3 separate regions of the Sus scrofa genome follow, and regions 1 and 2 are each linked to region 3. A link is a contact called in public Hi-C data. All regions are on one chromosome and are shown on one strand. The core of a region is the stretch at or near the end of the contact, and the rest is flanking DNA. Distances in the headings are between cores, read along the strand shown. Region 1 holds the start of MBOAT7 (lysophospholipid acyltransferase 7). Region 2 holds the start of PRKCG (protein kinase C gamma type). Region 3 holds the start of CDC42EP5 (cdc42 effector protein 5).

What was found. A called contact is a pair of places that touch in the nucleus more often than the background predicts.
Region 1: a Hi-C map of embryonic fibroblasts shows a contact between it and region 3, with 1.7 times the contacts expected there. The contact joins the promoter of MBOAT7 here to the promoter of CDC42EP5 in region 3. A contact is called at or near these places in 1 of 5 promoter capture datasets (fetal liver) and 1 of 47 Hi-C or Micro-C datasets (embryonic fibroblasts).
Region 2: a contact with region 3 is called in a Hi-C map of liver, with 4 times the contacts expected there. The contact joins the promoter of PRKCG here to the promoter of CDC42EP5 in region 3. A contact is called at or near these places in 3 of 47 Hi-C or Micro-C datasets (embryonic fibroblasts, heart right ventricle and liver) and 1 of 2 datasets of contacts at active chromatin or transcription factors (skeletal muscle).

Annotation. Positions count from the first base shown.
Region 1 is chr6:55,938,067-55,940,766 of Sscrofa11.1, reverse strand. It overlaps MBOAT7 (lysophospholipid acyltransferase 7), which reads right to left and starts at 1,311. Exons shown (of 8, transcript XM_003127417.5): 1 at 760-1,311; 2 at 29-107. The coding sequence starts at 104. It overlaps TSEN34 (tRNA-splicing endonuclease subunit Sen34), which reads left to right and starts at 1,280. Exons shown (of 5, transcript XM_021094875.1): 1 at 1,280-1,556; 2 at 2,563-2,700. The coding sequence starts at 2,567.
Region 2 is chr6:56,234,427-56,237,208 of Sscrofa11.1, reverse strand. It overlaps PRKCG (protein kinase C gamma type), which reads left to right and starts at 1,526. Exons shown (of 19, transcript XM_021094907.1): 1 at 1,526-2,782. It overlaps MYADM (myeloid-associated differentiation marker), which reads left to right. Exons shown (of 6, transcript XM_021094908.1): 6 at 1-903.
Region 3 is chr6:58,851,152-58,853,875 of Sscrofa11.1, reverse strand. CDC42EP5 (cdc42 effector protein 5) reads right to left here and starts at 1,450. Exons shown (of 3, transcript XM_021094975.1): 1 at 915-1,450; 2 at 516-672.

The DNA.
Region 1 (2,700 bases), core at 62-2,561, 2.9 Mb after region 3:
TTTCCACTGGGGAGGGAAACTGACTCACCAGCTTTCTTAAAGAGGAAGCCGATGGGGATGGAGATAAGAAGAACCACTAGATATGTCCATTCTTCGGGTGACATGTTCTGGGGGAGGGGCGGAGGTTCACAGTGAGAACCCCGGAGTCTGGGCCCCCAGCCCCTCCCCCTTGGAGGATTCAGGAATCCGCTCCCCTGGTTCCCAGTTGTAGAGGATCACGGAGTCCTATCCTCAGCTCCTCTTCCCTGAGAACACAGGAATCCCGACCTCCAGGTCCTTCCTCCCAGGATAAAGGAAGCCACTCCCAGAAGTTCTCTTTTGAGAACCCGGGGTCCCAGTCCTCTTCTCCTTTGAGAACCCACAAATTCAAATCTTCCATTCCTCTCCAGCTTCGAGGATCCAGGAACAGAGTCCCTCTCTTATTCCCCCTCCCCCAGTGAGAACCCAGCTCTCCAGACCTCCAGCCCTTCCTTCTTCGAGGCAGGCCTCCAGCCTCCACCTCTTTCGGAGGTTGGGTTCCTTCTCTCATCTAAAGCCCCGAGAGCGCGCCCCGCTCCCTAGCCCCAACCCCGCGCCGGCTGCGTGCACCAAGCGCGTGTCAGATGGGCCCAGGCAAAGCCACAGGCGGTTACGCCACTCCAGAGCTCCTCCGCGCTCCAGGCACCGCCCCCGCAGCCCATCGACCCACCGATCCGCAGCGAACCCACGCACTGTCCAGACCCCTCCCGGTCTCCGGGGCGCCTCTACACCCCAGCTCACCTGGGCCCGCGACTCCACGCCGCCAGCAGGGGAGGAGGCGGCCAAGCAGTCCCAGCGCGCGGGCCCGGCGGGGCCAGCCACGCCTACCCCGCCCAGCACGCCTCCGCTACCCCCGCCTCTTTGGGGGCCGGTTCGGCTGCGCCGTGTCGGGCCGGGTGCGCAGCGCCGGGTAGGTTCCCGGCTGCGCAGAGAAGAAGCCTGGACTAAGAGCAGGCAGCAGGAGTCAGCTGCTGGACCAGGACTCTTGGTCAAGAGTCACTGGCACGCAAAAGGGCGGGGTTTCGGGCTCGGAAAGGGGAGGGGCCAGAAGCTTCCGCCTCTTAGGGACGCGACCAGACGTGAGAAGGAGGGCGGAGCCTGGAGCTCAGCGCTCGGAATGAGGCGGGGCCTCCACTTCAGGTTCCTCGGAGCAGAGATGGGAGGCGGCTTGGAGGCGGGGCCACAAGCCGAAAGTCTCTGTCCGGATGTGGGCGGGGCCAAAAGCTTCGCCGGATGTAGGCGGAGCCACCGCGTCGGTTTCCTTCGGAGGTAGTCGTGTGCAAGTGACAGTCCCACCCCAATCGGGTTGCTGATAGGCAAAGTCTCCTGTGTAGGAGGGAGGCCGAGCCACGGACTTGGCCAACAGGAAAGAGGCAGGGCTCAGAAGAACTCTGAGGGGGTGGAGCAAACAGCGCCCCTCGGTCTAAAGGGGGCGGGGCCTCGGGCAAAGGGGGCGGGGCCAGCGCACGGAGCCTCCCATTTCTAAGTCGCGGAACAGAATCGGTGGAGGGAGGTGGGCTTCGAGGGGCTGGCCGGAGGTGAGGCTCCGCTTTAGGGCAAGACGGGGCTACGGCCCTGTGGGGCGGGTCCCAGACTTCCCGCTCCGCTGAGGTGGCGGCGTGACGAAATCGACGCAGGGGGTCGACATGGGGGGTGGAGGAAGCAGCGCGTGGCGCGCGACGTAGGGGGTGGCACCGCCGGGACAGCGAGCTGGTGTTTACGAGGTGACTAGCTGGTTTTATCAGAGGACGGGGCCACATTCTGAAGGGAGCGCTCGCCAGTGGGGTGAGCCCGCCCGAGCGGAGAACGAACAGCATGTGCTCAGGGGACTGGGCCGCCGGCTGTGGGGTTCGATCGCGCGGCGGGAACTCCCTAAACTAGGGGAGCGCTGGCGGCCAGAGGGGGCCGGGCCTCAGGCTGTGGGATTGACGGGAGCCGAAGACACTCGAACGCAGTACCCCTTGGGTTCGGAGGGGCGGGGCTGCAGGTTCGGCTGAGCCGAGGACGGCCGAACACTCGGGCAGGGGCGGGGCTTCGTATTTGGAGAGCGCGACTCAGCGGGAAGAACCCGAGGCCGAACCTCGGGAGTTGGTTCGGAAAGAGGAGGGGCCAGGTCCCGAGCCACCGGAGGAGGGCGGGGCTTTGGCCTCCGAGGTCCCGGCACCTGACGGGAACACCCGAAGGGCGCTGCCGAGATGAACCTTTCGAAGAGGGCGTGGTCTGCGCTAGGGCAGGTTTTCCGTCGAGGCGCGGAGGCCGGGACAGCAGTACTAGCCCAGACCCGAGGGCTGACCGCTGGGTCCCTCGGACCCGGCGGCTCGGTCACGCCCGGGGCCTGGCGGGCTCGCCCGGGGTGGAGCCTGGTGCCCAGGGGGCGGGGCCCGCTCCGCAGGTGGCGAACGCGGCCCGAGCGAGGCTCCACCCCCTGAAACTCGAGGGAGGGGCTTTGTCCAGACCCACCACCCCCTCCCCGGGAGGTGGGAGCGCTGGGTGTCGAGAGCTTGCAGCTCTTGGCGTGACTACTGTGCCCCTGGCCTCCCGCAGGAGGATGCTGGTGGTGGAGGTGGCGAATGGCCGCTCCCTGGTGTGGGGGGCCGAGGCCGTGCAGGCGCTACGCGAACGCCTAGGAGTAGGGGGCCGCACGGTGGGCGCCCTGCCCCGCGGGCCCCGCCAAAACTCGCG
Region 2 (2,782 bases), core at 277-2,776, 2.6 Mb after region 3:
CACCCTTTTGCAGCTCTTCATCCCCTGGGCCTCCAGAGGGGCCTCATTGCCAAAGCATGCCTGCCCGTCCTGGCTGTGCCTTAGTTGGTGTGTATGTGTTTGTGCTTGTGTTTGGGGGGCGGGGGTGGGTAGCTAGGGATCGGGCCCCCTTTCTCTCAGGAGGGAGGGGTATACAATGCACCTTGCCTCCTTAAGTTCAAAAATAAAATGCTGGAGGTCAGGAATTCCCAGTGGGCTGGAGGCTTCAAGCATAGATCCTGGCGCCCTAGGCCCCACCTGGTGCTCAGCCTCGCCTGGGATTGGATCCAGAATTTTTGCCGAGCTTCCAAAAGCCCACTGCCTACAGGCCATCTTAAAGGAAGCAAGGACTGGAGGCCTTCCATCCCGGCTACTCCCTGAGGTGCCAAAAAAGGAGCTGGCAAAAAGTGCAGGGTCTTGGAGTGAAATAGGTGTGAGGGGCAGTGATGCCGCCCTCCAGCCTCAGTGTTAAAAATAGTATCTCCTGCCTTTTGCCGGAGAAGAAAAAAAATGGCCACTGCCAGCCTTAAAGCTGATATTAAGCTGATATTCTTTTTTTTTTTTTTTTTCAAAACATTTATTTCGGGGGGTGGGGAATGGTTGCTGTGCCAATGTGAAAAGAATTGCCTTGCTTGAGTGTGTGGTGCACACACGTGTTTCTGCGTGCTAGTTTGCTTTCTGCTGCTGCTTCCTGCTTCTCTGGGACTCACACGCCTAACATGATCTATATAAATGTATAAATATATATTTTATTTTTTTTTAATTCCCCGGAGCTTCTGGTTCCCATCAGGCCTTGCTGTCAATCAGAGAGAGAAGCCTTGTCCCTTCTCCCACATCCATCATGTTCATTTTTTAAAAAAACTCAATATAAAGATAAAAGAAAGACTTGTGCTTGCTTTATTATCGGGATGGGCTCCAGAAAAGAGGGCAAGGCCCAGATTCCTGCGTCTGGTAGGAGAAAGGGGCTGGAGCCAAGAGAACTTTGGTCTCATGAGGAGGGGTAGGGGAGATGGACTACCTGTGTCTGGATTTTCTAAATTACTCACTCAAATCAGGAGAGCTAGTTGGAATAGAAATGAACAAGATTTCTCCTTTGTGGAAGTTGCATGAGCACTTCAGAAATTCAGTGTTTTGTTCTCAATGTGCAGCATCTTTCCTCCAAAATCAGTGCTTTTCTGGCTCCCCACTTCTCAGGAATAAGCTCTCAGGGCTGAAAACCCAGGCACTCGTTCTTACCAGTCAGTCAGTGGCTGGTCACATACTGTCTCTTCCTCCTCTTAAATCCTATTTTTATCTGTCCCATTCTCCACAAGTTCCTTTCATTTTGTTTCATTTGAGCTATGGCCCTGGCCTCCTTCATCCCACCTCTAGCACATCCTGGCCCTCCTGGAGGGATACTCTGCTTTCAACGTCCAGATCTGATCCTGCCCTCCCCTGCTCAAATCCTTCTAGATCCTACTCCAGGTGGCCCACAGGTAATACCAACGGCCCTCAGTCAAGGCCTTCAGCATCTGATCCTGCCTGTATCCCCACTCCCAGCTCCGTTTTACCCTCAGTTCTAAGCTCCTTGACACACCTGGTCAAGAGAACACCCTGATGAGCAAATGAATTCCTCCGCAATGAATCTCTCACAGGTAATTTTGTTTCTCCGGCCTGATGAGAATCCCAAAGAAACATGAATCTGGGCAAATTCCGGGATCATGCAACCCATTTCTTGCACCACCTACATCGGCAAAAGCAATTGGGAAGAGACACTGCAAGGGAGGGAAGGGTCCCGCTGGAGAAGTGGGGGAGGGCTAACTAGAGCAGGGGCATGTCTTTGTGGTTAGGAAAAGCCTCCTTTCCATCTCTGCAGTATCCACTCCAGAATTCTGACCTACTCCAGTCCCTACCTTCTCAGAGGACATCGCGCCCCCCCACGTCTCCCCCATCCCAAGCTTGAACTCTGTCTGGAAGGCATCTGACACAGTAGCTGTAGAACCCGAGGATGATAGGCTCGTGGCTCGGGAAAGAACCCAAGCAGAACTGGAACAGAGCGCGGTGGGATTCCCAGATCGGTTGTCCGGGCCACCCCGGCCCCTATCCTCTGTCCTGGGCCTCGGCGGACGCCTTGAGGGGGGCTAGAAAGCCAGGAGACACCATGTTGGGGGGTTAGGAGAGGATTCGGATTCTTTCATCTCCCATTCGGCTTCGGGAAGCCGGACCCCGACCCCCAAAAGTCCCAAAGAAGAAGTGGGGGGTGTCCCGAATCCCCAGGCTCCACGGCAGCGCCCCGCCCCTATTCGCGGGGCGTGCCGGGAGAGGAAGTTCTCGGCCGAGTTGCGAGAACAGCCGATCCGCAGGTCCAGACTACAAGTCCCAGAATGCATTGCACCCCGCAGCCGCGGGCGGGCCATGGTTGCCCTTGGCAACAGTGCGGGTCTCCCTGGAGCCTGGACGAAGACGCTGTGGCCAGCCGGGGGAGGAATCGAGAGCCACCAGAGAGAGGCAGAGACGCAGTTGGGGCGACGGAGGGGAGAGACAGGAGGAAACCGACAAGGACAACGTTCGGAGAGACCCTGCCAACCCCCAGACAGAGACGCACAGGGCATTCCCAAGCCAGCGAGGAACAGAGACTGAATCACAGAGAGACGTGGAGGAAGGGAGGGACCCCCCAGAGACGAGAAGGAGAGCCAGAGAGACAAATAGAGTAGGTGAGGAAGGGACAAAGATAGAGCTGGGGAGGAGAGGGAGAGAGATCAACTTAAACATTTAGATAGAGACC
Region 3 (2,724 bases), core at 201-2,700:
TTGCGTGTGCTCCATGCAATGAGGTCATGCTTGGAAAAAGTCCATAACAGGGCCAAGCTCCGTACAGAGGGGCTGTTGTTTGCGACAAACATAAAGGAAGCAGAGAGCAGGCGCGAGGATGGGACCGGGACCCGGCGATTGCGCGTGCACCGCCCCCCCCCCCCCCCCCCCCGCCCCAAGCTGCCCTCCTCCCGCCTCCATCCGCCCCCCGCCCCTTTCCTGCCCAGGCTCCAGCTGCAGAGGTGGGGGGCACAGCTGGCCCACCGCTGCCCCGCCTAGACAGAACAACCCCTCCAGATCCAGCCGGACTGGTTCTCAGCCCTTTGGAAGAGGCGACTGGGTGGCTGGGGCCCCGACGGGGCGGGGGGACTCCCCAGATCCCTTTGGGGCTCCAGTGCGTGCTTCCTGAGGCCACGTGGCTGAGGCCTGGATTTCAGCGGCCGCAGCCCCTTTGGCCGTCTGTACCGTTTTCCTCCGGACCTGACCAGGGACCCTAAGCCACCACTGCCCCTTACCTCGCAGTCCTTGCTGAAGCGGGCAGGCGTGCGCTCAGGCTCAGGCTCAAGCCGAGACCACCCCCCAACCCCGGCCACCTCTCCTTGGTTCGGAGCCTGCCTCCGCCTCCTGGTCCCAGGTCGGCGCCTTCCTTCTTCCTCCGGGCGGGGATCTCACCTGGCAGAGGAAGTGCCATGCGGAACCGGGCGGGGGATCCAGGACCCAGGTGTCCGGGACCACAGTGCCACCTCCTCAGGCCTCCCCCCTCTGAGCTTGCTGGAGTCCTAGCTCCAGAAGTCAGGGGTCCTAGCCCCCCTCCCTCGCCGGACCTAGGAGTCCAGGTCCCCGTCCCTCCGCCCACAGACCCAGAGGTCTAAGACCCACCCCTGGCAGACCCTGGCATCGAGTCCCTCCTCTACCTGCACCAGGAACGGAAGTGTCAGCCCCTCTCGGGGGCCATGGTAGGAGCCCAAACCGGAGCAGAGTTACCGCTCCGTCCAGCTCCGTCCGCCCTGGGCAGGGAGGGTTAAGGTGCAGGCCCCTCCCAGCCGTCCTTTTCCCCCAAAAGTTTGCTTCTAGGATTTAAAGGGCCAGAGAGCAGCTGTGGAAGCACTGAGGCCCCTCCTGGCTGAGTGTGGGGGCCGGAAGAGGCTGGGACTGGGAGATCAGGCCGAGGGGGTGGGGGATGGACGGGGAGGGCGGCCCCCCAGCCCGGCCCCTCCCCCTGCCAGCTTGGAATTTCCTGAAACTGGGGAAGTCTGGCTGTTTTGAAGAGTAATTTCTTCCAGATTGCAGCTGTTGGGGGAGTGTGGGGGCGGATAGAGAGCCAGCTGGAGATAGAGAGAGCCTGAGGTCGGGCAGTGAGACCAGCCAAAGGACGGAGGTGAACTAAGAGGGGCCGCCTCCCCACTGCTTTGCAGAGCTCCCGAGATGGAAGTCCTTGCCTGGAGTGCCTCATCCCTAGAAAGGTCATTCCATCACCGAGTGTGCCTGGCAGTGACAAGCAGAGTCAGACTAGAGTGTTAGGAGGATCTCTTGGGGGCCAGGGTGGGGGGGTCCTGACCTTAGAGAGCTGGGTCCCCAGAAGGAGGCTGGCTCGGCTGTGAGCTGCTGCTGGGACGGTGAGAGAGTTTAACTGATAACCAGGAAGTGTGGCTTAAACCCTGAACTGAATCCCCAAGGAGGAGTGGGAGTTCCCGGGGCTGAGGAGGTGAGGAAGTCTATCCAGAGCAGGCTGGGCTTCAGGGTGGAGCGGAGGGCACTAAGGCATGGCATGGGGCTTGGTGTGCCTGGAGAGTTCAGCCGGAAAGCCACGGGGAGCTTGGGGTTTGTTCTTTGGTGAGGGCAGGGTACTGAGCAGGAATAACAGAGTCAGGTCTGAGTGGTAAAGGGTTCCTTCCAGGATCCAGTCAGGAGCCAGACTGGACTAAGCCTGGGACTCACATACAAGGCAAAAGGGAAGGTGGGGGAATAATCACCCTAAACTTGGTCACCAAGGTAGTTTTTTGTTTTTACCACACCCACGGCAGGCGAAAGTTCATAGGCCAGCGGTCCAACCCACGCCGCAGCGGCAACCAACCAAGCTGCTGCGGTGCCACCACCAGCTCCTGAACCTGCTACTCCACAAGGGAACTCCCCACTTTAATCATTTTAAAGTGGCATTTAGTACAGCCACAACGTTGTGTACCCACGGCCTCTATCTAATTCCAAACCACTTTCATTACCTCAAAAGGAAATCTTGTGCCCCTTAAGCTGCCAGCTGGGGGCTAACTGGCTCCGAGATGCCGCCTGCATCCTCCTGCTACTTTCCATGTGTCTCTCCTCTGGCAGCGGTGGGCTGAGCCCCTCCTCATGCTGCACATCTCCCCGGTTTGCAGGCCTGTGGCACTTCCTCCTGCCTCCAGCCGGAGAAGGTCCGCTGCTTCTAGGGCTCATGGGACTAGATCAGGCCCCATCTGGATAATAGAGGTGATACAGCTGTACATACATTGGTAATAGATGTGGGTTAATGCCTTCCTTGATAACACATTAGGAGCTTGGGATCAACGGCTACACACTGCTGCAGATAAAGCAGATAAATGATAAGAACCTATGGCAGAGAACAGGGAACTATAGTGGATATTGTGTCATAACCTATAAGGGAAAAGAATCCGAAAAAGAACACGTGTGTGTATGTAAAATGAACAATAGAAATGCATGTAAAGATATGGGCAGGTATAAATAGAAACA